Regions from separate parts of the Canis lupus genome. Here region 2 is linked to region 1. Evidence: chromatin contacts called from public Hi-C data. All regions are on one chromosome and are shown on one strand. The core of a region is the stretch at or near the end of the contact, and the rest is flanking DNA. Distances in the headings are between cores, read along the strand shown.

What was found. A called contact is a pair of places that touch in the nucleus more often than the background predicts.
Region 2: a contact with region 1 is called in a Hi-C map of blood, with 1.5 times the contacts expected there. The contact joins the enhancer-like site here to the promoter of FAM241A in region 1. A contact is called at or near these places in 2 of 9 Hi-C or Micro-C datasets (amygdala and blood).

What each region holds. Positions count from the first base shown.
Region 1 is chr32:7,902,675-7,908,557 of UU_Cfam_GSD_1.0, reverse strand. It overlaps FAM241A, which reads left to right and starts at 3,491. Exons shown (of 2, transcript XM_038581895.1): 1 at 3,491-3,822. The coding sequence starts at 3,649. It overlaps LOC102154795 (a long non-coding RNA gene), which reads right to left and starts at 3,616. Exons shown (of 5, transcript XR_005382635.1): 1 at 3,300-3,616.
Region 2 is chr32:7,942,279-7,948,161 of UU_Cfam_GSD_1.0, reverse strand. No RefSeq gene overlaps it. Among named protein-coding and RNA genes, the nearest start is that of FAM241A, 40 kb to the right of the region's middle. Within about 2 kb of position 2,786, at least 2 of the 20 cell types and tissues checked have an H3K27ac peak or open chromatin away from gene starts, as enhancers often do. A contact at or near this core is called in blood, where this site is marked.

The sequences.
Region 1 (5,883 bases), core at 2,242-4,741:
AAGATATTAAAAGTGTGAAAGTGAAAGATTAAAAGTTCTTGTTCCCATAGCAATTGCACAAGACAGATTTATACTACATAGGCCACTCCTTGGACAGGCATCAGTTTCTTGCCACTTACTAATTACTGTGAAAACACAAGGTAAATGCACTAATAAAATCACAATTAAACTACACACAATTTGAGACCAATATGTCATAGTTGCCTGGGCAATAGCAAATATATTTGCCACATAAACCAGCAATAATAGTTTTATACGTATAAAATCCATATTATGCAGACCAGTGAAAACAGCCTTCCCCTCCCATAAGAAAGTATGTTATCTGGGATGTAACTTGAATAATGTCTTTTTCACAAAATACTATTATTAGATTTTTTTAAAGAAGTGATTCCCTAAATCTCCAAAGTCTTTATGAACAAAAGAATCACAGTTCAAATTGAAACTCATTCACTAAATGAAAGGTAGACAAAACTAAGAAAAGGAAAAAGTTGGGACATCAATCCTGGACTAGGATCAGAGGATTCTGGCCACCCTTTAGTGGAAGTTCTTGGATTTTGCCAGATAGCAGACTAGAATTTGAAAAAGAATGGAAGTTTTTTAAGAGTAGGAACCTGGGTCTAATGTCTACTAGTGTTCAATAAATATGTGTTAAATGACTGAATACAATTCTTGAAGAAGAAGCCTGAATCTCTGAAAGGCCGGATAATATATTCTAGACTAAAGGACTTCTGTTAAGACCTGACCCTCAAGTTGAACAAAACTAAGCTCTGTATTACTCTTTTTACCTGCCCTGCTATATATATATTCTGTGCCTTCTGAGTCCTCATGTATATAAGGAACTTCTGTTCACTCTGTACCCAGACTGAAGAGTGCATAGCCTCTTGACTTACCAAGTTGTCAGACATAAGCCCAAAGAGGGGGGGACCTCAAAATGTGCCTTAAGCTCCACAGAGTTGGCAGTAAAAGGATGATGGTCTTTGTGCCACTATATATAATTATAAAGCTTTTAGTAAAAAATGTATAAGTCCACTTTTCATAAGAAACACTACTGACAGCCAAAGCAAAACTTCAAAAATGAAAATGTTGTCATTAGAGTAAAGCAAAGAGGCCCATCAGGGAATGTTTTTGGTTTTCCATGGTGACATTTGTTTCTGATTATATATATAATATTAAATACTTTCCCCCTGGGTTTTAAAAGGCTTTTAAGAAAGGAAATAAACCAGATTCATTTTCTTTCTAATTTGTGATATTCAAAGGCATATTTTCTAGTTTCTATAGTCCTGCTTACAGGAAATAGGTCTTTAAAATACGTCTTTAAATTTCTGCCTATTTTAATTCCCTCTCTGGGCCTGAAAACATTTTAATAGAAGATCCCAAATAACTCATTCTCCATACACAGGCATATTTATTTTCCATTGATAAATAGCCTCATATTTTATCTATACAAGTCTATAATTTTCTCAAAGAACAGATGAAAGATATAAAAAGCTCGTTTGTTTGCTTTTAAAACACCCTCCAACTTCCCTTCCACAGAATAGGTAGGGTAGTTAGATGTGTGTTTCCTAACACCACCAAGCAGTTAACTCAGTTCTGACACTGTCTACCCGGAGATAAGGTCACAGATCTCACACCTTAAGAGCTCAGTGCCACAGACTGCCCTCCTTTTGATGCCAATTGCAGGTCCAGGTTGTCACCTGTGCTTCTGACCAATTGGCTCTAAATTGGAGATTTCCAATGACATGGTCCTTGGTTCAACAGCTCGCAGAACTGAGAGAAACTTTTACTAGTTTATTGTGAAGGATAATATAAAGGATACAGATGAACAGCCAGATGTAGAGGTACACAGTACAAGATGTGTTGGAAGGCGTCCTGAGCTTCTATGTTCTCTGTGTGAACCACTCTGCTTGCCTGTTCACATGTTCGCTTATCAAGAAGCTCCCAGAACCTCTGTCCTTTTGGGCTTCCATGAAGGTTTCATTACATAGACACGATTGATTAAATCATTGACCACCATTGATTGATTCAACTCAGACCCTCTCTACCCTCCTGGAGTTCAGGGGTTGGGACTAAAATTTCTAACCCTCTAATCAACATTTTTATTCTCCAGGCAACTAGCCCCCATCCTTCGTTAACTACTTCCAAAAGTGTCCTCATTAGCAAAACAAGAGATGTTTACAGCTCTCCTCAAGTAGGAAATTCCAAGGTTTTAGGAGCTCTGTTCCCAAAATGGAATGAAAACCAAATATATGGTTGACTCTTTTTTTTTTTTTTTAAGATTTTATTTATTTATTCATGAGAGACACAGAGAGAGGGGCAGAGGGAGAAGCAGGCTCCATGCAGGGAGCCTGACATGGGACTGGATCCCAGGTCTCCAGGATCACACCCTAGACTGAAGGTGGCGCTAAACCGCTGAGCCACCAGGGCTGACCCTTGAACAGAGGTTTGAAATGTGCAGGTCAACTTATACTTGGATTTTTTTACAGCACTATTAGCATTTTCTCTTCCCTATGATTTTCTTAGGAGCATATCCTTTTCAAATACAGTATATAATACATGTAACATACAAAATATGCTAATCAACTATATATGTCAGGAGTATGGCTTCCAGTCAACACAAGACTATTAGTAATTACGTTCTGGAGGAGTCAAAAGTCATACAGGGATTTTTGATTGTGCAGGTCAGTGTCCCTAATCCCTGCATCCTTCATGGGCCAACTGTATATATTTCTTACAAGTCACAATATCACGGGTAGTGAGGAAAAGATTTATGAGTTAGTATCCCCTTTATCAACCACTGAGAGAGACAGACATATCCTGGCCCATTTGTAGAAATACACACCAAGGCCTTGGGAGCATTTGGTAGTGCATACATGCTCCAAGGCTCTAACAATCAACACACCCCGGAGAAACACTTAACAGAGACAAAGACACACACCTTCCGAGAGATACTACACAGAAGACAAAAGGAACAAAAGAGACAGAGAAGTGTGTATTACTTGCAAAGGACGGACGGCACTCAGGGCAGGCCTCCAGCAGCACACTCAGGCACAGCCTCCGTGCCGCGGAAGAACAGGACCACCCCGTTGGAGTGTAACTGTGCATCACACACACACACACACACACACACACACACGCTCTCCTCTCTCCCTCACACTCACCCTCTCTTACATACACTGTCTCTCACAGACTCCTAACAGTTTCACGCGTACACAATTTCTTAAAACCTGTTACGTACATACTCACACATTCCGTCTCACACACACAACCTCACACACAGACCATCTCTCTCACACACGTACCTACGGCCTCTCAGTGTACATCGCCTCACACACGCGGCCTCACGGACGCGCGCGAACACGCGCCTTCGCTCTCAGGGCTCCCCCACACGCCCCCGTCGGCTCCGCCCCCGCCGTGGCCCTGCCCCCGGGTGGGCCCCGCCCCGGGGCCGGGGCCGGGCGGGGCGAGCCAGTGACAGGAGAGGCCGGGCCGGGCTGGCGCTTCGGGCACGCTGGCCAGCGGGGCGCTCCGGAGGCTCCTGTCTGTGGGCAGCGCGGCCGGTCTCCGGGCGGCCCGCGGCTGGCGGCGCTGCCTCGCGTTTCACGCTCGGCTCCTCCGGCGGCCGTCTCGGCCGCGGGAGTTGGCGACGGGATGTGCTCGGCCGGGGATCTGCTCGGCGGCGGCGGCGGCGGCGGCGGCGGCGGCGGCGGGGAGCGCGACGAGGACCGGGACGCGCTGGCGGAGCGGCCGGTGGCGGGGACAGAGCCGGAGCCCGGGGCGAGCCCGCGGCGACGCGGGCAGCGGCCGCTGGAGGAGCGCGAGCAGGTGAGCGGGGGGGGCGGCGCGGCCCGGCCGGTTTGCCGAGCCCCACCCGGCGGCGGAGGGAAGTAGGCGGGCGGGCGGCGCCTGGGCTCTGCTCGGCGTGGGGCGCCGGTCGCTGGTCGCTGCGGCGAGGAGCCGTTGGACGGCGCGCCCCGGGCCGGGCTGCGGGGTCGTGCGTGCGCGGCGGCGAGTGCCCCGGGTCGCGTGCCTGGCGGGGTCGGCGCGGCCCTGCCCCTGCTGTCGGGCGGGCGGGCGCAGGCCGGCGCCCCGGGCTCTGTGGAAGTACCCTCCGTAACGGTCACTTACCTAAAAGCCTCACATGTAAACACTTTTTTTTTTTTTTTTTTTTTTTTTGCGACCTCCAGTCCAAACCCCTGTGCTGTGGTGTAGGGGACAGCCGCTCCCTCCCCGCCCTCCATCTTGGCAGTTCAGTTCCGAACGCACACCTAGCGCCTCCGAGGAGGTGTGGGCGTCTCTCTCTAGATGTGCAGTCAGGGTCTGAAAGCGTGTGTAGGAGCGGGTATTGCGATAGATACCTTGCCTGGGACTCTCCAAGAGAGCAGGTTCCTCACATGAACGCAAACGAAATCAAAACTTCATTTTAAAAGTGAAAAAGCAAGAAAATTGCTTTCAGTTAGCACCGAAGGGAAAGAAGTATTCAGAGGACAGCGGTAGGAAAAGGAGAAGTTGGGTAATTTTTGAAACTCTCAGAATCTGTTCTCACCAAATGAAGTATGGTAATAGGCGTTACAACATATCAGATGTCCTCAAGATTAGGCAAGAGATTTAATAAAAAGAAATTGGATTATATGTAGGGTAGATTTTCACCAGCAAAAAACAGTAATTAAACTCTCAGAAATACCTGAAATAAGCCTACCTTCAGCATCACATTAAGGAGTAGTCACATGATTATTTGCCTTTGCTACGGCCTGTACTGTCGGGACAATCCATTAATGTCTGTCTCCTTTCATCATTGTCCGTCTGTCATTTTGTCACATTTCGCAAACTCCAATAGCATCACTAAATGCATTAGTAGATAAAGTGTAACTTCTGGTATTTCAACATTTTATTTAGAAAACAGAAATACCATTGTGTGGCACATACAAAGTATGCCCTAGCATCAGGCTCATTACCATGTGGAGGTGTAATTTTTCATCCTTTTTAAAAAAATATTTTATTTATTGTAAGTTTTCATCCTTATGACAATATAAGAGATGGCATGGTGACTGAAGCAAATAATTAGTCTCTAGGAGATCTTCCCTGTTCCCTTCCTAGTGTACCATCCAACTGGACCATGACTCAGTAGCTAAAGGGCTTAGTTTCCTCTTGCTTTAGTTGTTCAACTGGAAAAGTGAAGAAAACAGCAAGCTACAAGGAACTCCCTTGGTGGTGGTGGTGAGGGGGGTACAGTAGAATTGAGGTTCTTAAAGTACATTTTCGAATGTTTGTAAGGGAGCATGTAAAATATTGCTTCATTTATACTTCTGTAGATTTCACATCATTAGTATCTCTGGTCTTACCAAAATTATTTGGTACAATGAAAAAGGATGAAAACAAACAAAAATAAATGATACGTATATCCTAGAAAACATATCCCCGCACACCTGCTTCTTTCAGTGCCTGTCATGGAAATTTCTTTCCTTTGAAATGTTGAAACTGTTATTTTTTTTATCAGATAATGTATTTACGTACCCTAAGCCTACATACATAGTAATGGAAAATTACACCTGAGATATGCACTTACCCCAAATCAGCACCAAAGAAGAACTTCTTATCAAGAAACCAAAAATGAACAAAAAATTGGGACAACACAACCCTTTGGTCTAAGAAGTAAGCTTTTGAGATAAATCATTTGTTGATAATATTGTCACCAAGGCTTGTTTTCTTCTTTTCTTTGCAAGTCCTGCAACTGAAATTTAAAAATTTTATGCACTCCCTTACATTGATGGTAACTACAGATATAAAAATACTTGAGGGAGAAGTGAATGAATTCATTGACTATGAAATATAACCTAAAGAGTTGTTTCATTTAGTTTTTCCGTAGGATGTGTTTGGTTTCCTTAG
Region 2 (5,883 bases), core at 1,537-4,036, 40 kb before region 1:
TACCATTAACTACAACACTGATAACAGAAGCAAATCCCTTAGCCTTGTTGCGATAAAGCTATGAGTGCTCTGACCTTCTGGCAAATGTCTTGTTGATTAATGCAGTTCATGGAGAAATTGCCATTTCAGGTAATGTCTTGATTTTCTGCAATTGATAAAGCAATAGTTCCCAAATTCTAAAGGACAGAAGAGATTGATATGCAATATTTGTTTTACTGGTTGCAGACTGTACCCCCCTCCCCGAGATTTTGATTCAATAGACTTGGTGTGGGAATGTTTCAGTGATCATAAACCGTAGATGACTCTGAGGCAAGAGCTCTATGGGATGTGTTTTGAAAAATCACATAGGTGATTTTTCATTTAGGTGTCCTATATTTATTTCCTAGGTTTCCATGAATATCTGGATTTGGGTATGAATCTATGTACTATGGGCTCTAATAAAATATAGTGGCACAGATAAGGAACAGACTAATTTTGCTCCATGAAAAGGGAAAACAGGAAGAGGGTAAGAGAAATACCCCCAAAAAGTAGGTGATATTTGATTTGAGATTTAAAAGATGGGAAGAAATTTTACAGCTGGAAAGGGACAAGAAAAGAAACAATGATGAAGAAGGAAAATGTATGCATAAGAATGACAGGTAGATATGGCAAAATATAAGATCCACAGGTGTAACTTGGGCTTCTTATATGGAGCCTTGAGTCCTCAGAAGAGAGGTTTACCCTGCGGGTTTGTGGATCCTAAGAACAACAGCTGCACCAGAAACCTCCTAATGTTTTTATCAAAATGTAGATTCCCAGGACCTCCAGCAGACTCACTGAATCAAATCCCTTGGGGAAAGATCTGGACATCTGGACTTCAAGAAGCGGCCCAGGCACTCTGATTAGCAGCCAGTATGGGAACTACTGGTAAACCAAGGACTTATCCAAACTGAGACTCTAGGTCCCTAAGAGAACACAGCATTTGACTATTAAGTCAGGAAATACCCAGCCAGCAAAGCACAATATAGTCAAGAAGAAGTTCTGAAGCCAGAAAAAGGACAGTCAGAAAATTTCCATAGAGTAAAGGATAGATTATAAAGATGAGAATTAGATAAATGAGTTGGACTAAAAAAAAAGCAGAAGATGTGGACACAGAAGGCAGTTTCTAGAATATTAGAAAATGTGAGACGGAGAAGTGTCCCATGAGAGATGAAGCAGAGGTAGACTTCTTGAACTGTACAAGGTATTGTCCAAGGAGATGGTTTAACAGCATCTGTAATCAAGCTATTGATGAAAAGATACATAGTTCAATCATGAATTGAAAAGACAAATTTAAGGGAAAAAATATGGATTGCGATTTGGAGATTATGATTCAATAGAAACCTGACTTTTAATCAACAGAATAGAGAAAACAAGGCACCAAATCATCAAAAGAAAAGAGGGTAGTGTGTGCTGGCACTCTTAGTTCTGTAAATCACATAGGTTTACGATTCAACTCGGTTTTCCTTCCTCTAAGCATATAAAACTGTTCTTAGAACTACCAGCAGATGGCGCCAGGGTTTTGGTTTAAAAAAAAAAAAAACAAGGGCAACACCAATGACAGTAAAGTCAGTATCTTGTTTTAAGAAAAGAAAAACTGTGTTAAAGAAAGACTAAAACCAAATCAGGAAACTAGATCAATATCTGAAGTCTATTTCTTGTCCGAGACTTATATAACTCCGATTTTTACACTCTACTAGTTTTAATTTACGACCAGTAAATTGTATAACCTAGCCAGCAATGAAACAGATCATGAAAGCCACCAAACATTAAAAACTCTGAAGAATGTCAAAAACGGTTGCCATTTAAGATGTTTATTTGCTCTACAGCAGCCAGCTATTTTCAGTGTGTTATGACTCATGGGCTTTGGGCACTTTTACTTTCATGGGTCTCTTTCTCCATTATATTTATATCATATATAAAATAAAGACAAATCTATTCCAAACTGGATTAATTTTCTTCAAGAAGGCTCCACACCCAATATGGGGCTTGAACTCCTGAACTTGAGATCAAGAGTAGCATGTTCCACCAACTAATCCAGCCAGGCACCCCTAAACTGGATTAATTATTAAATATTATTATTTTACTCACATTTTCATCTGAGTTTAAAATATCTTTGTGGATCACTGAAAGTGTCAGGGCTCCTATATACTGTGTCTATTATACCTAATGGATAAGTCCATCCCGGCTACTTTAAGTTATCCAAAGAAATGAGACTTAGAGACTAAAACTTGGGGGAAAGAATAAAACTGAGAAAGAAAATAGCCCAAACTGTCCGTTGCAAAAGTAAAATTCCTTTTAAGTTTCATGAATTTTCTTAAAGCTATATTCAAATATGTCAAGAAATGTTTTAAATTACTTCCCAAATATCAGAAAGGGAGACAGAACATGAGAGACTCCTAACTCTGGGAAACGAACAAGGGGTGGTAGAAAGGGAGGTGGGCGGGGGGTGGGGGTGACTGGGTGACGGGCACTGAGGGGGGCACTTGATGGGATGAGCACTGTGTGTTATTCTATATGTTGGCAAATTGAACACCAATAAAAAATAAAAAAATAAAAAATAAATAAATAAATTACTTCCCATCAGGGAAAAATAGGGAAAACAATTTCATAACTGATTCATTAGTCAATGCATAAGGTGCAACTGCTGTGAATCTAAAACTCTCAGAAATTAACTGCTGAGGGAAGCAGAATTCAGTGTGCACATATGACACTGATCGTGTGCAGTTGCAACAGGAAGTAGAACCAATCTATAACAAATCTAGGTTTCTATTTTGTCAAGAGGAGAAGGATGTAAAAGCAGAAGAGCACTGCTGTTATTTTTCTCAGGATCTAATTGTGAAAAAGGAAGTTTATGACTGCACTACTTGAGAGTCTACAGTTTTCAGTAAGGTCCTCCATTGTATGGTAGTAGCAACTTTAAATATAACTCAAAATCTTAAGTGTCAGAGAACTGGAGAGAAGGGCCTGGTAACCGAATTCCTTGGAGAAACAAGGAGAGACATTCTCAGACATTCTGAGACAACACAGCAGGGTGACATGATATGGGGTGTCCAGCAGCAGGGACCACAGTCAGGAGTATAGGGCCACTCTCCTACTGGACTGATGTCTTTGACCCTTGCTATGGAAATTGCTTTATTTGAGCCAATCTTCCATGATTTTTTGCTATTTTGCTTCAAGTACAGCTATTTTATGGGGAATGTTTTAGTTTTTTATTTGTCCTTAACATTTTACACATTAAAATAATAAAACCATCAAAAAACTTTCTATATTGGCAAACAAAAACCTCTTTCATTCAAATTAGAATGACATGATTTACTTTTTTTAACTCTAATTTTATTTTAATGTTCACAATTCATAAAGACTATGGGGAAAAAACTATTCATCTATATATTTTTTTTAAGATTTTATTTATTTATTCATGAGACACAGAGAGAGAGAGAGGCAGAGACACAGGCAGAGGGAGAAGCAGGCTCCATGCAGGGAGCCCGACATGGGACTCAATCCCAGGTCTCCAGGATCACGCCCTGGGCTGAAGGCAGGTGCTCAACCGCTGAGCCACCCAGGGATCCCCCTATTCATCTATATAATTAATTAATTCTCCCTATAACCTTTTTCAAAAAGTTAGAGCTCCAAAAAAAAAAAAAGAAAGAAAGAAAAGAAAAATCTTAAAAAGTGGAAATAGTAGGTTTTTGTATGTCCTGCTGTAATAAAAACAAGCTAACATCAAATTGAAATTTATTCAAATTTCAAAACAAATAATTACTTATATTCAACTTAAAAACTTTTGGCACAAAAGTACCTGTGTAGGCAAGGACGATTTCCCAGAACCTGCTGCATTAATGATTCAGAAAAAAAAAACAAAAAAACAAAAAAACAAAAAAAAACTGTTGAACGAGTATAGCCTTTTATTGAGGGGTGATTCTCAGGGGATTTGAGTTCAGTACAAGGTCCCAAAAATGGTGGTGAAAGAGTAGCCCACCGTACCCACAATTTTTCTCAGACAGCTTGTTACCTGCTCTCCCCTGCCACTTTACCCCCGGAGAGGTAGAGAAGGTGGGAATAATAGTCTGTCCACCAGCTCCTGTTCTTTCAGAAGTCAGAGGAACAACACCACAAAATGACTTTAGTGGCAGTCCTCCAGTTCCAACCCACAAGTCTGATCATGAGATCTGGAGAAACTGGGTGGGTGTAGGATTCCTAGGGAGTAAGGTATACATGGAGAATAAACAATATGGATTGTTTATGCATCTCCAAACAATCCTGACCTGTGGCAGCTCCACTCTACTCATGTCAATCTAATGCAGGTCACTTGGCATTTGGCACTCATCTTCCAATCTGCCCATTAAGCTTGCACTACATCCATCGTGGAGAGTGAATTCCCTGATGACCAGCCATTAAGAGAAGAAAATAGGGTTTAGAATCAAATTGCCTGGGTTCAGATCTGGCCTCTGCTACTTATTAGTTGTTTGTTATCCATAACATGGAGATGATGATAATAATATGTACATCAGAAATATCTAATAAGGATTCAATATGATAATTCATATGAAAGCTCCTAGTTCATAGCACATGGCACAGAATGAAGAGTTCAAAGTTAGATATTAGTCATATTATTTGTTATTATGGGAAATGACACTTCAGGACATGTCTGTTAAAGATGGCTGAGGTCCCTTATATCACATAGAAAAAGCTGGGGCAGGGAAGTGTCCCCCAGTGCCCCAGCCAAAGGCAACTTAAAAGTTAGACTTTTGTTTTTGAATTGCAGAGGTTCAACAGCAGCAAACAAGAAATAAAGGTCACCAGCCGTTTCCTCTGGAATCTGGCTAGATTTGTCATCTGGGAATTGGCTCAACTTGTGGGTATAAATAAATAAATCTTCCTCCCTGTAACCTTATATAAGTATGTAGGGTTATTAGAACTCTCTTCTTTACCTAATCCTGACTTCCCAAAAATGTATGAAATAACTTCCTTTGTAAGCCCATTTGGCACTTTTGAGGTATGATCCTAAATGGCAAAGACGCATATTATTCTGTGAATTCTGAAATTGTTTTTATTATGGATTTAATAATAATGATGTAGACATGCTCTGTATTGAAATAGTATGTAACCCCTTAATGCCAAAATTTGGCCTTTATTTCCTTTCACATGCCACTCTTACTTTACAGTATATTACTATACTATTATTTATAAAGCATAGTTAGTCAATACTTGATTCAAAATCATTGTGAAGAGTTATCTCCCATAATTTCAGTTCTACACATTTTCCACCATACCCAATTTGTTTCCAGCAAAATAGGAAAAAAATCCCTTTCTGCACAAAATCATTGCTTTCTTATAGAGAATAGGTCATTTCATCAACATCCTTCAAGGTCTCTCAGAGATGAAGAATCAAGTAGCATAAGAAATGAAGTCTGTACCACAATTAATATCTAGCTTGTATTCATTGAGACTAGTTGGAGAATTTTTTAAAATCCCTTGCCTCAAGTCTGTGCTTCTATCCTTTAATTTGTGCTGTATACCACCTAAAGTGAAGTTGTCTAGATATCCATTTTCTAAATTATTCATCCTCTCTCTGTTAATAGACTACTCACAGAAATACTGTGAAAGTTTTAACATAATCAAGCAAACATCTTGATTTCTTCATTGATTCAAAAACATATTCATTGAATACCCTCTATCTCAGGCCTTGTGCTAGGTGTTGCTTATATAGTGACAAAACAATTATCACCTCATCCTCATAGGACTCACCATTAAGTGGAGGAAGCATATATGAGACAAATAAACAAACAAAAAATATATAATTACAAATTATAATGAGAAAAAAGAAGAAAGGAAAGCATATGTTATTATAACAAGGAGGTG